Regions from separate parts of the Sus scrofa genome. Here region 2 is linked to region 1. A link is a contact called in public HiChIP or PLAC-seq data. All regions are on one chromosome and are shown on one strand. Each heading gives the region's core, a stretch centred on a gene start, on an enhancer-like site or on the middle of the called end of the contact. The rest is flanking DNA. Distances are from core to core; before and after follow the strand shown. Region 1 holds the start of EIF1AD (probable RNA-binding protein EIF1AD). Region 2 holds the start of CCDC85B (coiled-coil domain-containing protein 85B).

Region 1 (4,634 bases), core at 913-3,412:
TGGTAGCCATGAGGCTGTGGGTTCAGTCCCTGGCTTCACTCAGTGGGTTAAGGATCCTGCGTTACCATGAGCTGTTGTGTAGACTGGCAGCTGTAGCTCGGATTCAACTACTAGCCTGGGAATGTCCATATGCCATGGGTGTGGCCCTAAAAGACAGAAACAAAAAAACACAGAACAGGACAAATATGCACCAAATAGAAGCCTAACTCACATTACCTGAATTTCTGTATTTATCACCTGTCACTTCTCTCTTCACTAGACTGTAAAGCTGAGAAAAATTCACCCACCCACACCCCCGCTGCTCCCGCCTAAGCCTAAGAGAACAGGGCAGATTGCAAAAACCCTGTCCACTCCTACCGGAGGCCAGGAGAGCACATGACGATTATCAGGTAAACCCTCGCCCACATCTGGTCCACCCTTTTCCTGGCAGCGCTGACTCCAACTGTCTTCCACCAGGTGCTGCCTAGCCCAGCTGACCACGCTGACATCTGGAACACCCCAGCCCACCTGGACCCCAGGAAGGGATCAACCCACACCCTCTCCCACATCACTAAGGGATTGAGACACTCCGAGGCACCTGGCCCAAGGCCCACGTGGCCAGGATGGCTGCCCTCTGGAGCCAGAAGCTGCCGGTTTCGACGTGCACTGATAAGGAGTGTGGCAAACCTGGCCGGGCCCTGGGGAACAGGGAGCTCCCAGCCCACCTGCTTTCCATGGACAGAGCCCAGGCATGAAGGCCACTGACTTTATTGATTTAGAAAACTTTACAAGGACAGGAACTGTTCTGCCAAAAAGAGGGCCAAACATGGCATAAAACAGATCAGAAGTGAGGGTAGGGGTAAGGGCCAGGACCAGGAATTCACTCAGAAAAGCTGGTAATTGCTGACATGAAACTGGCAAGGAAAGGAGAAGGGAGATGCATGCAAGTGTGAGAATTCCAAAAAAGGTGACATGGTGAGGGGAGAGAACTCCCAAAAGATGCTGGAGTACGTTGGAAGTGCACACAACAGCAATCTTTTCCTTTGTAGAGGATGGGGGAGGAGTCCTGGCTTGGCTGCAAACTCTGGAGACTCAATGCTGGGGCTTGGGGTCGGGGGCTCCCCGGAGGGCATCACAAGAAGGCATCACACCACTCCCGGAGGCACCCGAAGCAGTCCCGCGACTGCTTGGCATTGGCGCCACACGTGTCCTTCAGCCATTCCCGGAAGAGGTCTTCATCTTTCTTGAGCACCAGAAACTGGCCAAGGACCACATAGGCCTGCAAGACAGGCAGAGGGAAGGGCATGCTGCTAGGTGCTCTGCGGACCAGGAACGAGGCCCTCAGCCTAGGAAGCAGGGCCGGCTCTGGCTAGCCCTGCAGAATACATGCCACTGCCCACCCCCAACGGGTCCACTCACTCTCCTCCCGCCCCAACTGCCAGGAAAGAGCCCAGCAGGCCATCCTCAGCCCTCCCCAGCTGCACGCAGCCACCCCACACCTTGTCAAAGCCCCTTTCCTCCAGCTTCTTGCCCAGTACGTCACCAATCCCGGCCAGGCTTCCCACTGGCTTTTCCCCCATGGGCTCTGCCACGAAATCTCGGTGCTTTTGGGAAGTTGTCATCTTGATCAAGCTTAACCTGAGAATCCCAAGAAAAGGCAGGTTAGGGCTGAAAACCCGGGAACTCCTGAGGGCCCACTACCAATCTCACAGTTAAGAGGACGCTCGACCAGTCATCGCAGAAGCTTACTCGCTTCTCCCCCCACTTCACGGACGAAAAAAGCGAAGCCTAAGGAGTCTTTTCCTCACTATTCAAAAGAGAAATCTCTTCCACTCCTTGCAGGAGCTGGTTTCGGTACCACCCCAGAGGCAACACTATCTTGCTCTAACAGGTGGCGCACGCAGAGCAGAGTCAAGATTCCAAGAGTCTGTCAGGACCCAGGGCTCGCCCTGAAATTGTCACTCCTCGGTGACCTTGGCTGGGCCCAAGTGGCACTGACCCTGCCTGCAACGGCTACCTGGCCCGTAAAGCAAATGAAGGACTCTGTCCCACCCGGCCCGCCAGCTAATCACAAAGCAGAAGCGAAGCGGCTTCTCCAGCCCGGCGGGCTGCACGCCAGGGCTCCCGCCGCGCCCCACGCCGCCGGCCCCGCCCCCAGCGCGCCGCGCCCCGCCCCCTCCCCGCGCCTCTGCGCTCGCGCGCCGCGCCCCGGCCGATCCCTCTCCGAGGGCGCATCCTCTGGCCCGCCGCAGTGCTTGAGGCGCCTTTCCCCTTCTCTTCCCCGCGCCTCCGCCAGTCTCCAGCTTGGGCCCTGCACCGCGGCTCGCACTCACCCGCAGCTCCGGTTCCCGTAACGGCCTCTCCCGCCACCCGGCCGCTCCTGCGGATGCCTCGACCCGCTAGAACTTTCGCCCCACTTCCGCTTCCGGGTCGCCTCAAGAGCCGCCTTAAAAAAAAACCCAAAATTACATTGGGCACCTCTAGCCGCGTGAAGTCATAGAGTTGAGATTGGGCCGGGGTTGAGGGGGCGGCGCGCCAGCGTGCGTTTAGGAGGCGCTCCTTTCCGGTTGCTTTGCGGGAAGCCGGGCAGCTTTCTGTGGTCTCACTGCTCGGGAAATATTTCCGGTCTGAGGGAGCAGAGGCCTGGGAGGAGAAAACTTTATTTCTCGGCGGCGCGACATTTGGAACTTAAGGATTAAACGTGGCCTACTTGGTGGTGGGAAGAATTAGAGGAGCGGACAAGGAGGGAGGTGTGGCTGGGAGGCTTCCGAGAGAGCGCCGGAAGTAAGGGGTTTCCTCGGGCCGGCGCGTGCTGTCTTCCTCGCCGTCCGGCTTGTAAGAGACTTGAGTCCAAGGGGTCTTCACCGGCGCGACCGCCGGCAAGTCCATTTTCTGTGCGCTCGTTGACTCAGCTACAAAGCGAGTCGTTGACGAGACGTGTTCAGCGTCCAGCCTGGAGAACGGGGTCGTTCCGCTTCAGGCATCGCCCGTGGGATCCGAGGGCCAGAGAGTAAGTTTGGGTTTCTCTCACTGAGCGTCTTTCCTTCGGGGTAGGAAGGGAGGAGGGCAGGCAGGGGACGGCAACTAGAGATGACACTTCGGCGTTTCCTTTGGAAACCGGCCGTCTTCTGTGTGCGCATCAGTCCTCGTCTTCTCAGTACCCAAATCATAAACAGCAGATGCCAAAGACCATGTCGGCCGGCCCTGACCTTAGTTAACTTGTTCCTAACTTGAATTCTTCTCCCTGGTCCATGTCTGTGGTATGTTGAGAGATTGAGCATCTGTTTGTGTGGCTGTGCTACGCTTGGGATGTACAGGCATACCGAAGAAGAGTTTATGTGATTCTTTCTCCCCCTGGTTGCCAGAATGACTTGTTTTCCTGAAACCCGTGTTTAGTTTTTACCGTTGTATTTTTAAATTTGTTTATTTGTTTTGGCCGTGCCTGCAGCACATGGAAGTTCCCGGCTCAGAGATTGATTCTGTGCCACAGCAGCAACCTGAGCCCCTGCAGTGAGAATGCCAGATCCTTAACCTGCTATGCCACAGGAGAACTCTTGTCACACGAGTTGTTTTTACGTGCTTTACAGTGCTAAGTGCTTTGCTTATGCTCATTCTTAGAGCAGTGCTCTAAGTTAGCTATTGTTTTTCTCTGAAGTCTAGAGAAATTGAACAGTCATGAAATACCCAAGGTGGGATTTGAATGCAAGTAGTTCTCCTTAACCTGACACTGTGTCCTCCCCAGTAAAAGGTCCCTCCCCATCTTTAGAATAGTCCTTCTGAGACTGCCATCCAAGAAACTCAGGGAGAGGAGCTGACAGTCTCTGCATCCCTCACCCCCACCCTGGGACAGGACCCAACAACATGTCTCAGGCCACCAAGAGGAAGCACGTGGTGAAGGAGGTGCTGGGGGAGCACATGGTGCCCTCCGACCGGCAGCAGATCGTCAGGGTGAGTGGCACTGGGGTGGGGACAGGGTGACTGTAGCTCAGCAAGGGTTGCAGCTGGCTGATAATGCTGACTGGTACTTGGTCTCTTCTGGACCAGGTGCTCAGGACCCCAGGGAACAATCTGCATGAGGTGGAGACAGCCCAGGGGCAGCACTTCCTGGTGAGCATGCCCTCCAAATACCGCAAGAACATCTGGATCAAGAGAGGTGAGAGAGGCAGCCCTTTAGGAGACCAATTCTGATAGCCTTGGCTTCCCTCTCTGCCAGCAGGGCTGACTTCCCTTTTCCTTTTCTCTGTCTGTAGGGGACTTTCTCATTGTTGACCCTATTGAAGAGGGAGAGAAAGTGAAGGCCGAGATCTCCTTTGTGCTCTGCAGAAATCATGTGCGCGCTCTACAGAAGGAAGGGCTCTGGTAGGGTGAGCCCCTTGGTCACTGGCTGCATGGCTTCTGAGGGACCGACTTCCTAGCACTGGAATTGGGGGGAGGGGAGGTCCCAGTGTCCCAGGCTGGATCAGCTGGAAATAGCTTTTTTGCCCAGAGGTTTCTCTGTCCTTTCTGACCTTGGCTCTTCTCTTGGCACAGGCCACAGGCCTTCTCCGAAGTGGCTGAGAAACACGATGATAACAGTAACAGGTGAGGCACAAGTCTCAGAGCAGGAAGCCAGAAAATGGGGCTTCTGGCTGTGGTGCCCTGAGGGAAAATAGAGC
Region 2 (5,163 bases), core at 2,269-4,768, 100 kb after region 1:
TGTGACTGGGTGGGCATCTTCATTGAGTCCTCGGAGAGGAGGGTTAAGGTTTGTGGAGCAACAGGGAAGGACATTCCCGAGAGGAATCATAGGAGGTAAAAACTGGGTGCGAGGAGGAAATGTGACTAGTCCAACCTTAGTAAAGCGGGGAACCGGATAGGGAGCGGTGGTCCCTAAAGGGCAGGTTCGGGTCGCCCCTGCACTACCTGCGCTCCGCCAGGGTCCTATCCCTGGGCCAGCGCACAGAGCCCGCACCTCACTGTTCTCTCTACCCCCCAGATCAGCCCCGAGGAGGAGGAACGCCGTCGAGTGAGGCGCGAGCGGAACAAGCTAGCCGCCGCCAAGTGCAGGAACCGAAGGAAAGAACTGACCGACTTCCTGCAGTCGGTGAGCACCGGCGAGTGAGGAGGGTGCCCAGGTCCCGACCCACCCAACCTCAGAGGCCCCTACGTTCCCAAGAGCCCCGCGGGGCTGCAGGGGGCACCGGCTTACGAGGTCCCCTCCCCCCAGCTCCCTGTCGGAGGGGCACTCTAACGAGGAAAAAGTGATTAAAAATTCGTTGCAGCGCGTCTCACTCTCAACAGAGTAGAGCTGGAGCTGAGCCGGACAACATCCTTAGAAGATGCCCCGGGCCTGATGGGAAACATGCCCATTTTCCTCCCGAGGGCTCATGGGAATTGTAGTCCAGATTCGCTGGAGACTCCCCACCCCCGCCCCAACCTCCCAACCACTAGCGCCGCGGGAGGCTCCGCGGTATTCAGCCCTCATCTTCTTGACTCTTCTGATCCTCCCCAGGAGACCGACAAACTGGAGGACGAGAAAGCCGGGCTGCAGCGAGAGATTGAGGAGCTGCAGAAGCAGAAGGAGCGCCTGGAGCTGGTGCTGGAAGCCCACCGGCCCATCTGCAAAATCCCAGAAGGGGCCAGGGAGAGCGACACCAGCGGCACAGGCGGTACCAGTGGCACCAGCAGCCCGCCAGACCCTTCCCGCCCTATGCCTTGTATCTCCCTTTCCCCTGGGCCTGTGCTTGAACCGGAAGCATTGCACACTCCCACGCTCATGACCACACCCTCCCTGACTCCTTTCACCCCCAGTCTGGTCTTCACCTACCCCAGCACCCCGGAGCCCTGTGCCTCAGCCCATCGTAGGAGTAGCAGCAGCAGTGGGGACCCCTCTTCTGACCCCCTTGGCTCCCCAACCCTCCTGGCCTTATGAGACACTCCGGCCCCCCTCCCTCCGGGTGCCACACTAACCAACATCTCCCTGCCCATTGGTACAGCTGGCCTGGACCATATCTTACATCCAACCCCATCAGGTTCTTCTCCATCCCTCCAGATGAGACTGAGCATATTTTGTAGAGCTAGCCTGGGGCACCAAAGCTGCCCACTTTTTCTCTAGGGCTGGCCTCTCTAGCACAATTTGCACAAAATCTGAGACAAAATATTTCCTGTTTGTTCAAGAAAAACTTGAGCAGCTCCCAAGAGACTTTGGAGATCCTCAGAGGTCCTCTGGAGTCCTGAACCCCTGCAGACCACCCCTACAGTCTTCATCACCCTCTTCCTATGATCCACCCAACCCTACCGCCAACAGATGATACTCCACCAGCCTAAAACACTAACTCACCCAGCCCCACTGCCAGCAGCACCAGGTTCCTGAACCAAGACTCTCTGCCAGCCCCTCATAAGTGGAAGGGGTCAGGAGGGTGCCAGAGGCTTCTGTGATGAGCTGTCCTGTGCCCCCAGCTCTGAGAAGACTTTAGCTCCAGGGAATCCAAGCATCCATAGCAAGAGCAGCTGCTATTTATTTTCCTAAAGAGAGTATTTTTATACAAACCTGCTAAAATGGAATAAAAGCCTTGAAGCTCTGGCCTGCTCTCATTGGACCCAGAGGCTAAAGGGAGAACCTTTGGAGCCAGAAGCCCTAGGCTCCCATCAGAGCTCCTCCAACTCACTATATGACCTTGGAGAAATTATTCACTATTTCGGGACCTCGATTTTCTTATCTGACAAATGAGGCTGCATCTGTTCTGCCTATCTCCAGGACTGAAAGGAGGAAGAGAAAAGCTGTGGGTTGCCAAGCCAAGAGGATTATCATCTTCCTCCTGGTGGGGGCCCGCAGTGCTCCTGCTGTGCCACAGGCTGCTAAGCCCCTTCCAGCCTCAGGGGAGGCCGGCTGAGTGGGTTTTAGGCCCCCAACACCTGCTTCCTGCCCCATTGTCTTGGACAGGAAGGAGCTGGGAAGGGAGCCGGAGCCACTTCAGGGGCCGGATCACAGCCTGTCTTGGAGCCTGATGGGGGTGGGGGGTGGGGGGTGGGCGGTGGTTTACCAGGGTCCCACATCCCGTCCCAGGATTGAGGTACTGGGGAGTCAGCCACCTTAGTTCTGCAGTCCCTCCGGATGGGAACGGTACCCCATCACCAAGTCCCCGCCCTCCTCCCAACGCCGGCGAGTCCCAAACAGACGCTGGCCGGGCCATGGGCTCTGCTTCCTTCTCAGTTTATTAGCCCCCACCCAGCCTCCAGCAAGTCCCTCCGCTCCAGCCTCCAGTCCCCTGCTGCCCCGCCAGCGAGAGCCAGGGGCCCTCCTCAGCGTCAGGGTTTTCTAAGTCCATGCAAGCGGCCCCTCGTGCGCAGCCGGGGCGGCGTTCGAGTCCCGAAGTTCACTGCAATCCCGGCGCTTGGGGACCAATCCTGGCGGGCGTCGGCGGGAAGCTGTACCCTCAATCATCTGGGGAACAGGCCAGAGGCAACTGATCGGGACTGCCCACGCTGCCAGTACTGGAGCTTCCATCGCCCAGGTCACGGGGACCGCACGGGGGCAAAGCCAGCTCGGGTGTTGGCGCAGCGCCTGAGCCCCCCGAGCCGCCGGGGCCGCCGCGGGGGCCCCACTCCTCGCCCAGCGCCAGGCAGAGCTCCTTAAGCGCCAGGTTCTCCCGCAGCAGCTCCTCCTGGCGGCCCTCCAGCTCCGCCAGCTTCTGCCAACAACCGCCTAGGTCCTCGCGCACGGCTCGGGATGCTTGGGTTCCGAAGAGCTGCCACTGGCGCGCGGCGCGCCGCCCGCGCTGGCGCTCCGAGTCCAGGAAGCAGCAGAGGTCGCGCAGCTCGCGGTTCTCAGCTTGTAGGCGCCGGTTAAGCTGCTTGAGCTCGCGGATCTCGCCCAGATGACCCTGTAGCTGCCGATTCACCTCCTGCATGAGGCGGCCGCGCTGCACCAGAGCCGCCAGGCGCGCCGCCTCCTCCCGCCGCAGGCGCCGCACCAGCTCCTCCTTGCCCAGAGCCGCCATCTCCTCATCCGTCAGCTCCTCCAGGCCGCCCGTCTCGGCCTCCATGGCTGCTCAGGCCTCTGGAGCATCGCCTGCCCGCCGCCGCGGCCCAGGAGCCCCACGACGAGCTCCGCGGCGCCGGGGTTCTAGCACCCGCTCGGCAGACGGTCTGTGGTTAAGCGAGCGTAGGATGCAGCAGTCGAGCGGGGGTGGGCACGCGGCGGGGCGCGCGCCGGGGCGGGGCCACATGACGTTAAGGAACGACAGCCAATCTGGGAAAGCCTCCTCGGAAAGGGGCGGGACCTGGGCGCCGGGGTGGGGGCGAGAGAGGGAGGGCGAGGGAGAGTGGACCGTTTTCGGACTGCGGAGTCCCCGACCCTCGTGCACCTTGGGTACCCGCGTCACCGACCTCTGTTCCAGTCAACCCTAAACTAGGCGCTTCGAACTTCCCAATTCCCAACATCCTCAGGCTCGAGCCTAGGCCTCTCGGCTCCTCCCGAGAACTAAGAATCGGATGGCGGGGGTGGGGGTGGGGGTTCCCACCCTCCTGCCCACCCGCCCCCGACGGAACCTAGACGGGCCGCCTTTCCATCCTTCCTAGCTTAGCTTGAGCTCGACAGTCTCGGCTCACTGAGTTTCGCTCCCAGTCCTCGGAACCCTAAATCCTAAGGTCCTGGCTCACCATCGGCCTACCCTCCCCCTCACGGAGTGTTCCTGCTCGGTGGGAGAGGCATACAAGGGATTCGTTTCTTCAGAAAACCTTTCTTTTTTTTCTTTTTTCAAAAAACCATTATTGTGTGTGAGATCCACGCAGAAATAAACTTAATCAAAATCCTATACTGTCCTCAAAGAGATCTTAATTTAGCAGAAGAGACAAGCTGTGCTAAATCCAAGAAGCAAATGGAGAAAGAGCATATTTTGAGGGACTGCCTTCCACCCGCAAAAGTTTTCCCAATAGAGGTGATATCTGAGGGACTCTAAAAGATGCATAGGGGAGTTCCCATCGTGGCGCAGTGGTTAACGAATCCGACAAGTAACCATGAGGTTTTGGGTTCAATCCCTGGCCTTGTTCAGTGGCTTAAGGATCCAGCATTGCCGTGAGCTGTGGTGTAGGTCGAAGTTTCGGCTTGGCTCGGATCCTGCATTGCTGTGGTTCTGGCCTAGGCGGTGGCTACAGCCCCGATTTGACCCCTAGCCTGAGAACCTCCACATGCCGATCAAAAAAAAAAAAAAAAAAAAAAGCATAGGACTGGAGTTCCTGTTGTGAGTCAGCGGTTCAAACCCAACTAGTATCTATGACGACATGGGTTCCATCCCTGACCCCTCTCAGTAAGTTAAGGATCTGGTGGTGAGTTGCGGTGACGGTCACAGACCCAGCTGGGATCTGGTGTGGCTGTGGCACAGGCTGGAGGCTGCAGCTCCAATTTGACCCTTAGCCTGAGAACTTCCATATGCCGCAGGTGCAGCCCTAAAAAAACAAAAAACAAAAAACAAAACAACAACAAAAAATAGGACTTTGGCAAGTAAGGAGAAAACTATTTCAGGGACAGGGAGTGGCACGATGAAAGTCACTGCGGGTGGGAAAGGGCCTAGCTGCTTTAACAACAATGAAAATAGCTTGATATACATCTTTTTAAAAAGGCAAGTGCTTAAGGAAAGTGGTAAGAGAGGGAGGAAGGCAACAAAGGTAGTCAGAAGCCAGATTCTTAAGGGCTTTCAGCATGAGGTTGGAGCGTGTGCACAGGCCAGTAAGGATTTAAGCAGAGGAGGAACATTTTAAAATATGCATTTATTAGAAAGGTTGTTTGAACTGCTGTGTGGGATGGACCATAGGGAGGAGATGTAGGCAGAGAGATTACTAAGAACACTGTGTCAATGGGCAAGGAGAGCTCTGCAGAAGG

The links. HiChIP or PLAC-seq counts read pairs in DNA pulled down with a chosen protein or histone mark.
Region 2: a contact with region 1 is called in an H3K27ac HiChIP or PLAC-seq map of alveolar macrophages. The contact joins the promoter of CCDC85B here to the promoter of EIF1AD in region 1. A contact is called at or near these places in 3 of 47 Hi-C or Micro-C datasets (brain, fetal skeletal muscle and skeletal muscle) and 2 of 2 datasets of contacts at active chromatin or transcription factors (alveolar macrophages and skeletal muscle).

What each region holds. Positions count from the first base shown.
Region 1 is chr2:6,332,720-6,337,353 of Sscrofa11.1, forward strand. It overlaps EIF1AD (probable RNA-binding protein EIF1AD), which reads left to right and starts at 2,163. Exons shown (of 6, transcript XM_003353773.4): 1 at 2,163-2,989; 2 at 3,746-3,927; 3 at 4,024-4,132; 4 at 4,230-4,338; 5 at 4,510-4,560. The coding sequence starts at 3,841. BANF1 (barrier-to-autointegration factor) reads right to left here and starts at 2,607. Exons shown (of 3, transcript XM_005660673.3): 1 at 2,313-2,607; 2 at 1,479-1,617; 3 at 732-1,258. The coding sequence starts at 1,601. The coding sequence ends at 1,112. It overlaps LOC106509306 (a long non-coding RNA gene), which reads left to right. Exons shown (of 3, transcript XR_001306720.2): 3 at 260-578.
Region 2 is chr2:6,434,310-6,439,472 of Sscrofa11.1, forward strand. It overlaps CCDC85B (coiled-coil domain-containing protein 85B), which reads right to left and starts at 3,519. Exons shown (of 1, transcript XM_003122520.4): 1 at 2,478-3,519. The coding sequence starts at 3,328. The coding sequence ends at 2,720. FOSL1 (fos-related antigen 1) reads left to right here. Exons shown (of 4, transcript XM_003122519.3): 3 at 280-387; 4 at 796-1,864. The coding sequence ends at 1,215.